2 separate regions of the Gossypium hirsutum genome follow, and region 1 is linked to region 2. Evidence: chromatin contacts called from public Hi-C data. All regions are on one chromosome and are shown on one strand. Each heading gives the region's core, a stretch centred on a gene start, on an enhancer-like site or on the middle of the called end of the contact. The rest is flanking DNA. Distances are from core to core; before and after follow the strand shown.

Region 1 (3,110 bases), core at 52-2,551, 300 kb before region 2:
ACCAACAAGTTAGTATGGGAGTGTTGGTATGTATATATATTTAAAAGATAAGCATTTTATAACTTTTAACTTGTGCTTATCTCACACCCGCATATTACTATATGGTATCACTTCAATAATTAACTCAAGGAAAAGATTAGTTATGTTATGTTTTGGTTGGTGGTTTGAATTTTTGTGTGTATTCTCCATTATTAATATTTTATTTTTTTCATGAGATTACGGATATATATCTATTCTATTAAGGAGCTCACTCTGTGAATTCATATGGTTTTTCATGAAATTGGAAAACAAAATCCTAAAAGAGGACAATACTTTTGATTGTTGAGGGCAATTCTAACTACTTAACAGACGACGCTTTGAAGATATTTTTTTCGAAAAAATTAGTTTCCCTCAATAAAATCTAAATAGATAAAATCATGTAAATTAAAAAGTTGGAGATTCAAACTTATGCTTCGTTGAGAGAATGGATGCAAGGTGATACCTTTAGGTTCTCATTATGGCTTTGGGCACGATTTTGCTGTGTAAACCATTGTGGCTCTCAATATTATTGTGTAAACCACCCCATTATAACTCTCGATATGGTCGTGAACCCTTAAATTCTCGGTACTGTCGTGTGAGCCACCCTCATCGAGATAATGCTCTAACAGTTAGTTTGCTTTGTTAAGCTTATATTAGCAAAGACAAAGATATAGATAACATTGAATAATTTAAGAAGGATGATAATTGATTAACGAGTTAATTAACAATTATAACGATTAAAGAATACTGTAAAAACATGGTATACTTGGAATGTAAATGAATATTAGTTGAACAAGAAAATTTCATATTTTTGGTTGTAATGGGTGTGACCGGCTTCGGATCATGAATCAGACCTACAACGATAGTACTTGGAGCATCCTCGGTTGTAAGGGTTGGATGGTTCTGGGAGGCAGCCGCCACTTTTACTATAAGCTTCACCCCCAGCACCACCGCGGCAGACTGGTTGATCTCTTTTAAGTGCGCCGGGAGATATATACCTTTTCTGTTCTAGAAACCTGCGGCTTATTTCTGACTCCATTAGCATCTCGTTTGCTTCATTGCACACTCTGATAGATCCATTGCAGTGCATGAGCACATCATTAACGGTTGAGGACTCAATTTGGCTAAAACAACTTAAGGTGAAGAAGAACAGAAGGAAGAAGAAATGGAGAGATTTCATAATGTTGGATTTGTATGCTTTGGTTTGACATTGAAAATTGAAGTAGTTGAGAACTTTTTAGAACTTTAAAACAACATTTTCTTTTCTCGGAAAGTGGCACTAGTGGAAGCTCCATTACGGACGAATAAGCTCAGGACCGCACTTCACCTAACCCCAATCATGCCCTTTTTTCTTTAGACGCATATGATCTCATAATTAAAAACAATGAAGTTTTTAGGGTGAGGTTTGATCGGAATAATAAAATTTTCATCTCCGTTAGATATGGCCTCGAGTCTCATAGGTCTCGATTTATTAAGTTGTTTCACCATTTATTATTATTTTTTTTTTGTACTTTGGAGGATCAACTTGGTAAAAGGGCCCAAAAAATGTTACACAAAGTATGACATAACACATAATATTTAAATTTACAAATAATTATAGATATATTAAAGATTTATGTTTTCCTTTTTCATGTTGAGATGGGACGATGATATTTGTCGCATAGGCCAAAATTTTTAATCCATGACTAATTATTAGACTTGGTGAGTATAATCCATATTGAGTAGGTGACACTTATTAATTAGATCTTAATTTAGATTTAAAATTAGTATTTTTTTAATAAAGTAATAAATATTATTTTATGGGTGTTTATTTATTTTTTATATAAATAAAAAAACAACGTATATACATTATGGAAGTTATGAAATTTGAGCCCAAAATATTATAATTTTCACTACTTTAATCTTACCATTTTAACTAAAATTATATTTTATTTTTATATCAATTTTTTTAATAATTTTGTTACATAAAAAATTTTACCAACATTACGGGCGTGTCATAAGTAATAATAGTTAAAGTACGTCGTCATTATTTTAAAATTAACCATAATATAAATATCTGAAGATGTCAAAATCAATGAATTATTAATGTATTAAATGATAACCTATGTAATAGGCCCAATTTGCCTGGCTTGCCAGAAAATAAAATTTTTTAAAATCCAAGTTTTTGTTACAAGCCCAAAAAAATAAATGAAGCCCAAAATTAACCCTAACCCAAATACAAGCCCAATGGCCCAAAGTGATTAAACATTTTCAGTAAAACAAAACCTTAGAGGCTTCCCCCGCGTTGTTTCTCCTCGGCCACGTTGCCCACTCCTTGTCTCGAGGCGCCTTATCCCGAGGTCCTTCTGCAAGCTTGCACCGAAATGGAAAAAAATTCCTTCTGCGCCTTCGTCAATGCCTGCAAACAAGCAAAAAAGGGGAAAGCAGAAACGAAGCAAATATACAGTAAAAACAGTAGCAAACTTTTTGTATTCGGCTAAAAAGCATTAAAGAAATCAAAAAAAGAAATTGCAAAAGGTGATTTGCTTCATTTTACCTGTTATCTATTTTTATTTTTATCATTTAAAAAAAAGAAGGGCATAAGATATAATAAAAATTAAAACTTACCGACTTGTTTCGATTTCCATCGCCGCGAGTGAGGGAGAGGACGTCGTCCTCGATGATGGACGGCTTTTTTTCGGTGTGACAAGAGAGAAGTCGAAGGGTTTCTTTCAGATTTTACCATTTTTGGCAGAGTTGTGATGAAAACCATCTCCAGATCCAGGCTCCAGTAGCCAAAACGTTCAAAATGGGGGTCTTATGGTGCTTTCCGGCCACCAGAGACGGGCGGAGCCTATCGTCGACGACAGTGGCCATCGTGGAATCCACCCCCCTTTGGCCAGATTCTGGAGAACAAGAGAGAGTTGAGAGATTTCTTTTGTTTTTTTTTTAGAAGAATGTTAAAATGAAAAAAAATCTGAAAAATTTAATTTAAATAGTGATACAAAACGGTGTTGTTTTGGCTTAGTGCCCATTGGCACTAAACGGCGTCGTTTTGGTGTGAAAAGGATCGACTCGACTCGTTCCAGTTAAGGTCTGCGCGTTTTTGACCA
Region 2 (3,256 bases), core at 188-2,687:
ATTCCACTGTTTGGTATACAACATTTGGTTTAATTTCCTTGGAATGTAATATCCCTTGGGAATTACTTTCTTACAAGTTATGGAAAGTGATTTCATTGATAATTGTGAGAAAGTAACTTTCCCATGTAGATGAAAAGTAAAAAAGGCTTGCTAAGATAAAAATAACCTTTCTTTTAGGGTAAACTTTCTAGTTAGCCACCAAACTTTTAGGGTGCTTTCATTTTGGCCATCCAAAATAAAATCTTTCCAATTTCGTCAACTAACTCTTAAGGTGCTTTCATTTTAGTCACCCAAGCATTAAATCTCAAACGATGGTTAACTATACATGTCGCATCATGTTTATACTTTCATATTGGTCACCCATATTCTAGGTTGCTTTCATTTTGGTCACCCCAAAAAAGGTTTTTTTTTTACTTATTGATCAGGGTAAAAAGTATTAGGGATTCAAGTGAAAAACGGTAGAAACTAAAATAATGCATTAAAAAAATTGTCAAATTGTACTTATTTAACCCCATTTCTGGAAGTTCTAATTTTTTTTTCAATATTAAAATTTTAAACTTTAAAACATCAAAATCAATTAAATAACTTATTGAAAAATTATATCCCTTGATAATGTCAACTGATTTATTACTATAATATTGGAACTAAATAATTTAATCTCCTTCTAAAAGTTTAAATTTTATTTTATTTTATTTTTTCAAATTAAAATAAACTGAAATAACTCATTTTTAATAATTTTCTATGAAACATAAATTTCTTTTGATTATAGTATCTTGAATCTTCCATACTAAGCTAAAAGTAAAGAAAAATCTTTGCAATTAATTAATTTAATTAATTTTATCTTTCATACCAAACAAAATTCATAGTTTTATTTATTAATTTTTTACCCAAACGAAGAACAAACAATTAATTAATTAATTGTAATGATTTTCAGAAATGGGATAAACAAATACAATTTGATAAATTTTTGGTATTATTTTAGTTTCTACAATTTTTTCACTTTAATTCTTAATTGTTTTACCTCAACCAATACTTAAAAAAAAGATTTTTTGGGTAACTAAAATGAAAGTATAAATATAAAGTTTTATGTACAGTTAACTACCATTAAAAATTTAATGCCTGAATAACAAAAATAAAAATATTCTAAAAATTGAGTAACCAACTAAATAATTTACCTTACTTTTATTTGTGTTTTAGGATATTAAATCCTTATTGTAAAAACAAAAATATAACATGTCTTTTATTCTCTGGTCAATTATTTAAATTCATTGTTTCAAAATAAATATTTTTTTCTTTTGTTATAAATATTTTAAATATATATTTTTATTAAATCAATATTTTTTTTAAGAGAAACGACTAGATCTTGTATTTATATAAAAAAGAAGGCCAAAAATAAGACCACCCAAACTGGGTCATCTAAACTGGGCTAAGGTTTGAATTAAGAAATGGCGGTTTTAGTCTGCCATGAGTAAAGTAAAAGCAAATGTAAAGGAACTACAGAAAAAACAAAAATAATAAATGCTGCAGAAAAAGGAAACCTAATCTTTAAGACTAGTCGAATAAAAAAAATAGCCGTAGACCTTTTTTCGTCTTCTTGTCCCATCATCTGTCCCTTTTGTTTCAGATGGTAGCCGTTTCAAAATTTTCTTTACCTGCTACCCATTTCATTTCTTCCCTCATACTTCACTCCTTAGTCTGGTTCTCTTCTCCAGTGCCCTTCCGGATACAGAGAGAAACCCCCATTCGCTTGCACTAGGTATGTCTCCTCTTATTTCTTTAAAGCTTCTCGAGCGATCTTGTCTGCAAATACGTTATGTGTTCTGTTTATAAACTGGAATCAGATATTTTGAAAACTAATCTTCTTGCTCTGGATGTCGTGAATAATAGCCCCTATGACTGACTTATCTTTCTCCATGGATTGGCATTTCTTGATGATTGTCCGGGAATCCCCTATGACCGTTACTGAGGGGAGATTCATCGTAATCCCTAGTTTTGTCGCTTGTAGACCTGCAAGGGCTTCTGCGGCAAAAGGAGAAGGAACATTTTTGTGCAGGACTGTCTTTGTTGCGGAGAATCTACCTGACTGGCCCCAGACCACCACCCCTGATGCTGATTTAAGAATCCTTTTATCAAAGGCTGCGTCAAATGTAATCGTCACTTCGTTATGAGGCTCTCGAAGACTGTGACTATAATTCATATTTGAGGTACTTGTTCTCTCCTCCAGACCTTCAAGTTCGGCTATATATTTTTTAATTTTATGTGATAACTCTCTCCTGTCTCCAATTTTCTTTCATGTATGAGTATATTTCGCGAGTTCCAAATAAACCACATACCAGAACAGATCCTTTTACACTGCTCAGTAGTACTCCTCTTGAAAACCCAAGTGATCCATTTCCAGAATCCCTGATTCGTACTTCCAATAATCCAGGATAGATCTAATAATTGCCATACCTCAACTGTTATAGGACACTGCCGAAAGATATGAGTGATATCTTCTTCCTCTCTTCCGCAACGAGGACATGCTACATTACTAGTAACTCGTTTGTATTTTAAATTAATGAGAGTAGGAAGATAGTTCCAGGATATTTTCCATACTGTAATTGCTATTTTGGAAGGAAGTTGTAGATTCCATAGCTTTTTATAAAAATCCTTAATGTCGGCCTGTATTAAACAAAAATTAGGATCCAAGCTAGACTCTTGTAATAGTTTGTAGCCGTTCCTCACTGAAAATTCTCCTGATGGTTCACCTTTCCACACTTGGAAATCCTCATGAGGAGTTCTGCTAAAGGAATCTGCATTATTTTGAGGGCAATTTCTGTTGGCAAGGTACGCCTAATCAAGTTTGCCTTCCATTTTCTGTCTGCGACTTCTATTAAGTCTGCAACTAACTTAATTCCATTATCATCTCTGTTGGGCCATTCTCCTAAATTGGTACCTGGGATCCAACAGTCATCCCATATAAAAATTCCAGTCCCTCGTCCAACTCTCTAACACAGCCCATCCTGAAACAAGCCTGTGGCAGCCTAGATACTCTTCCAGGTAAGTGAAGGTAGGTTACCTAACTGAGTGTTAAGAAAATCCGACTGTAAAAAATATTTAGCTTTAAGAACTCTCGCTAACAATGAATTCAGATAAGTAAGAAGACACCATCCTTGCTTAGCTAACAACGCAATATTAAACTGGCATAAATTACGAAAACCAAGACTCCCTTTCTCCTTTAAAAGACAAAGATTTTGCCACGTACTCCAATGTATCC

What was found. A called contact is a pair of places that touch in the nucleus more often than the background predicts.
Region 1: a Hi-C map of hypocotyl shows a contact between it and region 2, with 2.1 times the contacts expected there. The contact joins the promoter of LOC121208476 here to the promoter of LOC107915107 in region 2. A contact is called at or near these places in 2 of 34 Hi-C or Micro-C datasets (hypocotyl and leaf).

The regions. Positions count from the first base shown.
Region 1 is chrA10:72,705,220-72,708,329 of Gossypium_hirsutum_v2.1, reverse strand. LOC121208476 (protein RALF-like 32) reads right to left here and starts at 1,301. Exons shown (of 1, transcript XM_041079183.1): 1 at 724-1,301. The coding sequence starts at 1,198. The coding sequence ends at 860. LOC107915103 reads right to left here and starts at 2,972. Exons shown (of 2, transcript XM_016844239.2): 1 at 2,626-2,972; 2 at 2,090-2,416. The coding sequence starts at 2,770. The coding sequence ends at 2,259.
Region 2 is chrA10:72,400,457-72,403,712 of Gossypium_hirsutum_v2.1, reverse strand. It overlaps LOC107915107 (probable xyloglucan galactosyltransferase GT14), which reads left to right and starts at 1,437. Exons shown (of 3, transcript XM_041079176.1): 1 at 1,437-2,383; 2 at 2,466-3,039.